Linked DNA regions of Mus musculus: region 2 is linked to region 1. A link is a contact called in public promoter capture Hi-C data. All regions are on one chromosome and are shown on one strand. The core of a region is the stretch at or near the end of the contact, and the rest is flanking DNA. Distances in the headings are between cores, read along the strand shown. Region 1 holds the start of Ugcg (UDP-glucose ceramide glucosyltransferase). Region 2 overlaps Ptbp3 (polypyrimidine tract binding protein 3).

The links. Promoter capture Hi-C pulls out the DNA fragments that hold promoters and counts their contacts.
Region 2: a contact with region 1 is called in a promoter capture Hi-C map of liver, with 2.6 times the contacts expected there. The contact joins the enhancer-like site here to the promoter of Ugcg in region 1. A contact is called at or near these places in 5 of 39 promoter capture datasets (the C10 cell line, hematopoietic stem and progenitor cells, liver and 1 more), 1 of 115 datasets of contacts at active chromatin or transcription factors (bone marrow-derived macrophages) and 2 of 9 other capture datasets (adipose tissue and liver).

Annotation. Positions count from the first base shown.
Region 1 is chr4:59,187,648-59,191,833 of GRCm38.p6, forward strand. Ugcg (UDP-glucose ceramide glucosyltransferase) reads left to right here and starts at 1,903. Exons shown (of 9, transcript NM_011673.3): 1 at 1,903-2,094. The coding sequence starts at 1,997.
Region 2 is chr4:59,469,110-59,473,295 of GRCm38.p6, forward strand. It overlaps Ptbp3 (polypyrimidine tract binding protein 3), which reads right to left. Exons shown (of 14, transcript NM_178164.3): 14 at 2,759-4,186. Among named protein-coding and RNA genes, the nearest start is that of Susd1, 33 kb to the left of the region's middle. Within about 2 kb of position 2,077, at least 2 of the 459 cell types and tissues checked have an H3K27ac peak or open chromatin away from gene starts, as enhancers often do. A contact at or near this core is called in liver, where this site is marked.

The DNA of each region.
Region 1 (4,186 bases), core at 653-3,152:
ATTATTCACTTATACCCAGTTACACCAACTTTCTTTGTCCTTTCTGTGTTACCCACCATACTGCATGGAATCCTTTGCTGTAAAGGTCTAGGAAAGATTTGGAAAAAATGAAAAATGCTACAAAATGCTCAAATTGAGAAATTCATATCCTTGACCAAGTTCAAGGAAGTATTGAGAACACACAGCATTGTTTTGTATATGACTAGCAAACACATTTTAAGAAAAAGAAACCTGGCCTATTATTTTTATTTGTAAGATGTCACTGAGTGTGAGATGCATTTCCATTTTGGATTCTTGAAAATAATGGATTATTGAAAATGTGTTAAGAATGCTTTAAAAGTGGGCCTTAGAATTGATTAATCACAATCGTGGCATTTAAAACCCTGTGCTATTATTTCTATGTATGGATTCCATCCTGCTGTAACTCTATTAACCAGTAACTCTCAACAACTGGAAATTAATTTCGAAGCATGGTTCTTTCCCACTGATTTTTCACCAGTAGAACAAAGGACACTGCAAACCTTAAGGATTTTTTTTTTTTCCTTTTTCTTTTTTCGAGACAGAGTTTCTCTGTGTAGCCCTGGCTGTCCTGGAACTCTGTAGACCAGGCTGGCCTCGAACTCAGAAATCTGCCTGTCTCTGCTTCCCAAGTGCTGGGATTAAAGGTGTATGTCACCACTGCCCGTCATTTTTGGATTATTTTTTAAAAGTAACTTGAATAATAAACAGTTTAAACACAGAACAATTGTAAACAATATAGATGTATCCAGGCTGAAGAAACAAATGGAAACATTTACTACTAGCTTCTCCCAGTTGCGACTTAAAGTTAGAATACTCTTGTTTTTCCACCACAGGGATTCATTGAATTTGCCCAGCCTGGCCTGGAACCTGTGTGTTCAAGTTCAGGTAATTCTCCTGCTTCAGTCCCAGAAGTAACTGGGCTACATACAGGCTTCTCACACAGCCTAGCCTTCATTTCCCCATTTTCAGTATCGTGCACATGCATAATTAAACGTTTTAGTAATAGCAACATTTAACAGCTTTTTAAAAATGGAGTAACGTAATTTAACCCAGTATGACTAAAATCTATCATCCCAGCAAATAATACAAGATTTATGAATGAGATGGTTTGTCAGCGGTGTACTGGCAACACTTAACAGCCTAGCACTGCTCGAACTAGCTACATTTCCATAACTCTCTTGGCTACATCTTAGCCAAATTACACTCAGCTGCCCTAGAGAACGCACAATCTTGCGCGAATTCAGCATCAAGCGATTCTTCCAATTCTGAGTTTGGGGATTCCTTAAATAACACAGTCTCTTGGCTCCTCCGGATTTGGCCAAGATAAAGTGTAGAGGCGGCGCGTGCTGCTTAGAGACAGTGCAGGGGGGGGGGGGACCGCGGGCGCGGGCGGCGGCAGCGGTTGGTAGCTGCCGGGCGGCGAGCACGCGGGGGCAGCTCCACCCGTGGGCGCGCGGGCCGGCACCGAGGCGCGAGGGCGCCGCCCCGGGGGCGGGGGCACGGGCACCGGGCTCCAGAGGGCGGGGCAGGGCGGACCGCATCGTGCCGGGATTCGGACGCCGGCAGAGAGCACGGACCAGAACGCAGAGCCGCGGCGAGCGAAAGGGACGACGGCGACGGCGGCGGCGGCGGCGGCGGCGGCGGCGGCGGCAGCGGCAGCCCAAGGGTCTGGACCACGGGAGCCCGAGCGCGCGGCAACGGCCGCCTAGAGCGCGCAGCGCGGTCAGCCTGCGCTCGCAGCACACCAGCGCGCGCACGCTAAGGGGTGCGCGGTGCCGAGCGCGCGCCGAGTGGCCGGGGGCGCGCAGGCCCTGCCCGCCCCTTCCGTCCTCACGCCCGCCGCCCCGCCGGCCCTTCCTCTCCCACCTTCCACTCGCGGCCCGCGCCCCGCACCCGGCGGCCCCCGCGTCCTCCTCCCGCGGCAGCGCTGTCCGCGGCGGCCGGAGCGGGCCGGGCCGGGCCAGCGGGCCGGGGGATGGCGCTGCTGGACCTGGCCCAGGAGGGAATGGCCTTGTTCGGCTTCGTGCTCTTCGTGGTGCTGTGGCTGATGCATTTCATGTCCATCATCTACACGTGAGTTGGAGGGTCGGGGCCTCGGGGACGAGCTGGACTGGCAGGCGTGTGTGCGGTGGAGGGTAGCGTTTTGCGGGGATAGAGAAAGCTGATCCCCAAACGGCCCCCTAAATCGGTCTCCTTGGGGCGGTGCGACGCGGGGTCCTGGAAAGGGAATCGCGCTGGAGTCGCGACCCGACTCCTGGGTTGCAGGCGACTACCGAGCTCTAGGAGAGGAGCCTGCTTCTCTGTCTGGTGGAGGGTTGTCTACTTGGTTTGATTGTGTAGGAGATTCGTGTGATTTTTCTTCCCATCTGGGCGAGGATGTATGGTGTATTGTGAGGTTTTCCGCTCCCTCCGCGCCGGCCACGTCTCTATTATGGAGATGGTCCTTTACACTCTTCCGGGAGCTGATCACCACCACCCCAGGCTTCCCAGTGGATTACCTCCTTCCTAGAAGAGCTATGTGTTTAGCTAGGTGTGTAGCACCTGCCCGCCTTGAAGAAGGTCCGTCTCCGAGCCAGTGTTATAAAGCATCGAGTCCTGTCAGCGTGGCATTTCAGTATCATGTCTTTATTTATCTTTTTTCCAAGTCTTTATGTATTGGCTTGTTTGGAGTTACATCCTTAATCTGTTTTCCACACACATCTCTTCATTTGGCAGGTACCTCCTAAGGCCTACTAGATACCACCTGGAGTTGGGCTGGGGACATAGGTGAGAAAGCAGGACAAAACTCCTGCCCTCATGAAGCTTACATTCTAGAAGGATGAAACATGATAAAAATCTAAATAAGGTTATTCCCTATAAAGCTCATGACTAAAACAGAACAGAGTGAAGGGGCGGAGAGAGACATGACATAGGTGGCTGAGTTTTGATCCATCAATGAAATGTCTTTAAAATGAAGCCTGTTTAAATGTGTAGAGATGAACTCACTTGGCATTTTAGCCTGAAAGAGGAGGGAGGAAATTTATTTTTATTTATTTATTTATTTATTTTAAACTACCAGATAGGGATAGGCTAGAATAGGCTGTATGTTAATGAAAAACAGGGAAGGACGTTAGGCAGTTACTTTTTTTTTCCACTATAGAAAACATGTGCTTTTCTCCGATTGGTGTGCCATTTCCTGACGCCGAGAAAGACAACACCTGTATAAGATAAGCAGACAGGGTTTTGTGGGGTTTTTTTTGAAAGTGAAAGAAAACATACCCCGTTTGGAATTTAGAAATGTAAGCAGTATTCATTTTAACTACATGGGCTCTTTAAAAAGCAATAGTTATTTTATCAGGAATTTAGACAGTACAGAAAGGAATAAAGAAGATAGTTATAACATACTAAAACGTTACCTTGTTAACCATTTTTGCCTACCTTCCCAATTAGGTATATATATATCAGGCAGAAGAGGAGAGAGGAGATTGTACCATGTCATGACTGTTGTTCCATGGCCTGCTTTAAAATCTCCCCTACTGACTAAATGGTGTTTGATAAGCAGTACAGGGCACTGTTCTAGGTGCTAGAAGTTAAGCATGAAGAACCAAACACCCCAAGGCTGTTGCTTGTCGGGAGCTGCCTGCAAAGCAACCTGACTATTGTTTTTCTCCTATCAACAAATGTGTGAGCTCTCTCCATTAGTGTAGGAAGATGCATGGCATTTTGGCTTCTGAGCTTTTAATATTCATTTATTGTTTTTGGTAGGCAATTCAGTTGATTTAAGCAACACTTAAAAAGAAACAGTTATATTTGTATTTCTTAGCTTTTTCCTGTGCTGGGAACCAAACCCAGGGCCTTCTGTATTTTGGGCAAGTGCTTCATCCCTAAGATATATTGCTAGTTCCTGTGATGAATTCTTTTTTTTTTTTTCCCTCGAGACAGGTTTTCTCTGTATAGCCCTGGCTGTCCTGGAACTCACTTTGTAGACCAGGCTGGCCTCGAACTCAGAAATCCGCCTGCCTCTGCCTCTGGAGTGCTGGGATTAAAGGCGTGCGTCACCATGCCCCTGCTCTGTGATGAATTCTTATACATGCATCTCTTTAAATCACATTTCTTAGGGGGAAAAAGTATTGGACCAGAAATGATACATCTTTTAATCTTTGTTACAATGTTGCCTTATAAAATG
Region 2 (4,186 bases), core at 827-3,326, 280 kb after region 1:
CATCCGCCTCTCAATCTCTTCCTTTGCCAAGGTCACTCCAAGGTCCTATTTCTGAACCTGATGCAAATACGTCCTCTAAGTTCTGTACTGCTTCTATTGATTGACATCCCATCTGCGAGACTCTTCTATGTAATCACTGTACAGCCCCATTTTAAAATGTTCTATTATCTCTTGATCTGCATCTGATTCTAAAGTGTACATCTGCTGACATTTAGATACTCAATATCTGCTTTCTTTTGGTTAAGGACAATCTCTATAAGCAGATTACAACTTGACATTTGTATTCTTCCAAGATCAAGAATTCTGCAAATTCTATAATCTTAGGCCAAGAACAAAGATATAGGTGCTGACTTAAATCTAACAGAGGGCACTTTCTTCCAAAAGAACCATTACTGCCTCTTCACAGGAATTCATCCATTCTTTTTCTATTTCTTTAGACTAGTTGTGAATTCCATGCTGAAACCCAATGGTTCAGAAATGGAGTTAACTTTCATGAAACCATTTATTTTTATCCTTTTAATTGTTAAGATAGGAACTCAAAAAAGACAAATTCCCATTAATTTCAAGAAACAACAACAAAAAAAGGCATGACGTAGGAATGCCTTGGGAAAGAAATCTCTATAACAGACACAAGATAGCTTTAATCCTTTTAACCATCTGTTTTACCCAGTAGCACCATCCAAGTATTAACACATTGAGGATTAACTAGACCCAGAAGCCAGGCAGTGGTAGTGCATGCCTTTAACCCCAGCACTATTTAAGAGTTAGAAACTAGCCTGGGCCATGGGACCTTGTTTCAGCAAACAGGTTCCGGCTGGGCAATGGTGGCACACACCTTTAATCCCAGCACTCAGGAGGCATAGGCAGGCAGATCTCTTGAGTTTGAGGCCAGCCTGGTCTACAAAGTTGAATCCCAGGTCAGCCAGGGCTAGAGAAACGCTGTCCCAAACACACACACACACACACACACACAGACTTGTGTTCTATTATTCTTTTTTCTTCAAATAACACCTGTCTGAGCAACAATGAATGCTTTCAAATGGCTTATGTCTAGAGTAGAAGTATATGATTAGTAAAAAATAGGTACTGCCATATCACTAGTTGTATGGCAGCTTCAGCAGTATTTATTTTGGCAGAATAGCAGCTACACCATCCAGCTTTGGAACTTTAGAGGCAGAAATTCAAAGGTATGATTTAAAATTAGATGGTCTTTATGGCCACTATACTGCATTCTCCCAAAAGTCACATGCATTTAATGTTTACTTTCCCAGCATGCAACTCAACTGTTGGCATAAGCAGTGTAAGTTGCTGAGTAATTCCTATTCCACAGTGCTGTGGGCTGAACTGTGTACCCCTCATTCCAACTCACATTTGAAGTCTAACTCCCCACATCTCACACTGTATTTAGAGACAAGGCCTATAGTAGATAAAGCAAGGTGAGATGGTATGGTTGGGCTTAATTATGCCTGTTCTGTTGCTTTGAAACATCATCTCTGAGTGGAACCCAAGTGATCCTCCCTCCTGTCTCTACTTCTGCAGTGCTGGGACTACAGGCATGTGCCACTACACCAAGTTTGCTTGCCCTGTAAGATTAGGACAAACACAAGGGAAGAGAACCAAAGGGAGGCACACAAAGACCACAAGATCTACACAGCAAGACAGGTAGTATCAGAAGAAAAACTGCACATGAAGAGAAATGGTGTCAAATTCCCACTGAAGTTGAAAAACAACTTGAATTTTCAGGCCCTATAACTGCAAGGAATGAACTTTTTAAAGGGCTAGGTTTGCCAAACTATATAGTCAGCTTAAATTTTTTAGCAAAATGCTCCCAGCACACTGTCGTCTTTAAAAGATACCCAGTGTCTTTTAAGTTGGGCTTGGTAAAGAGGACATAAGCCCTGTCCATCCCATCCCCCTATCACTGTGGATGGACCTTCACAATCCTGCTGTTATCTGTGCTTGGGAATATAAAACCATAGCACTTACGTGTAGCAGGCAGTAAAGGTAAAGAGAACTGCAATCAACTGAAAACTGAAGCATGGTCTCTTAGTTGTCATGTTAAAACTGGCACAGCTCTTGGTGATAACCCTATGCCCTCTGCTGTACACATTTCAGTTAATCAACTGATCAAAGTTTCATTTGGTTATAGGGTTATCTTTTTCTTCTGCCCCTTTTTACTGAAATTGTTATTTAGTAACATTTAAGTGAATAATAGATCCTATGGGTAAGCTGTAGGTAATGAGCAGTGTTGTAAAATTTCCTTTTGTGCTAAAAATAAATGCCCACTTTCTAGAGATTTTGAGTAAAACAGACATGACTCTTCAGGACTCCTGAACTCCAGTGTTTGTCTGGAGTGAAGCAATATATGGCCAGCTAGCAACTGAACTCAAAAGGACTCCAACTCACTGAAGGTCATATCCTCCATGCCTCCCTGGATACAAAGGGGAAAGGAGGGGAGGAGCCTTGGAGTACACTGATTTATATGTGCAATGGAGGATGCCTGACAAAGCAGTATGTTTTAAAAACAGGGAAGTGCTTTTTTCATTAAAAATGAGAATTATACCTAAAGAATAGATGACTTTGGCTTTTCTTCTTTAAATGCCCGGCGTTTAAAGTTGTTAAAGTATCTACTATCCAGTGTGACAACTTGAGATGGATAGCCATGGGGAAAACAAAACAAAACAAAACAAATGACATCATTGGGATTACAGGTAAGACAAAAGGGAACCCAAAGTACAGACAAGAACACAGAAAAACCTTAAGAGAGTACAGATGCCATGACATTTATTAAAAGGCATGCTACAATGCTATATGTGTTAGGAAAAGAGGCTGAGATTCCAAGGAACAGTTATCAAATATACAAACCTAAGGGAAGCGGAATCAATATTGTAGTGTACAGAAGCTTGAATTAACCATGCACTACACAGTTAGAAAATACGTTTTTTAATATTTTCTCCTCTTTGCATTTATAACATAATTCACTTAGACAATCACAGAATCCTTTTCTTCCAATACCACAAACTGTATTACAAATGAAATCTGGTACTGCTGCTTATCAAAATATACAAGACAATCGCTGTTTTATATAAAACCACTTTATATGTTAACTTGTTCCCGAAAACCTTTTTTTTTTTTCTTTTTGGCCTGGTTTAAAAAATGTTGTTACAAATATTTACAGCATTTTCTTCTGTTAGATGAACATCCTTACAAACAGAAAAGGGAATTTTATGAACAGACCATGTAAAACATTAGACAATGTTCGAGGCGTCTAGCTGTGCTATTCCTTCCTCAAATACAGTTCTGAAAACAACCGTCCATCCTTCTGTCTCGCTCTGTTCATGGTCAACTCCCATTTTCTCTAAGTAGTCTATTCACCAATAGGAAAGGAAAAGTCAAGGCCGCTCTGCATGGGATCTTTTAGGAAAGAGCTCAGGGAAAATGCTTCACCTTTGAGTTAAAACCAGAACAAGCAGTCTTTGGTCAGAGCAATGAGGTGAAACTTCAGTGTAAAACTTGGTGTGGTCAGCAATCTTGGTGATTAGTACTTCCTGGATATGGGATGTGTTTTTAAAGATCTGGGTAACAATGAGTGGCAAGGAAAAAAACAAATAACAAAAGACAACCAAGAAACAAAAAAGACTAGAGGATGATAGTCTTAAAGACGCCAAAACAAAAACAAAACCAAAAACCTCCTACCTAAAATACCTGTTCTTACAAAGGACATACCAACAAACCTCTGCTGACAGTGTGAAGTGAAATTTGCTATGAGCAGCTTTCGGTTATGACTGCTATCAACACCAAGGCCCCTGACAAGCTGCGAAAGCTACGGTGACTACCATAAAGACCGAGAGCAGTTCTGCTCTTCAACTGGTAACACATAATGCTGAAGGCATAAGTGTAGCTGACTTTTTAACTCAGTCATAACTAGTCACTTGTATGACCAGTTTGAGGGACAATAGTCTCTTAATCTATATAGTAGATATTTCCTGAAAACCAAAATACCAGTGCTACCTTAGTCTCAAATAGGAAAAGGTCAATTAAGACTACTGAAGAAGGCACATAAACTTTGGTCCTGTTTTGTTTTTCTCCCTTTAAGCTCCCACCCCAAATTAAGATTTCTGTAATTTTCTATTTTTAAAACAATTCACAAGTACCTGTTAGGATTTGCTCTGAAAAAAGGACTGCA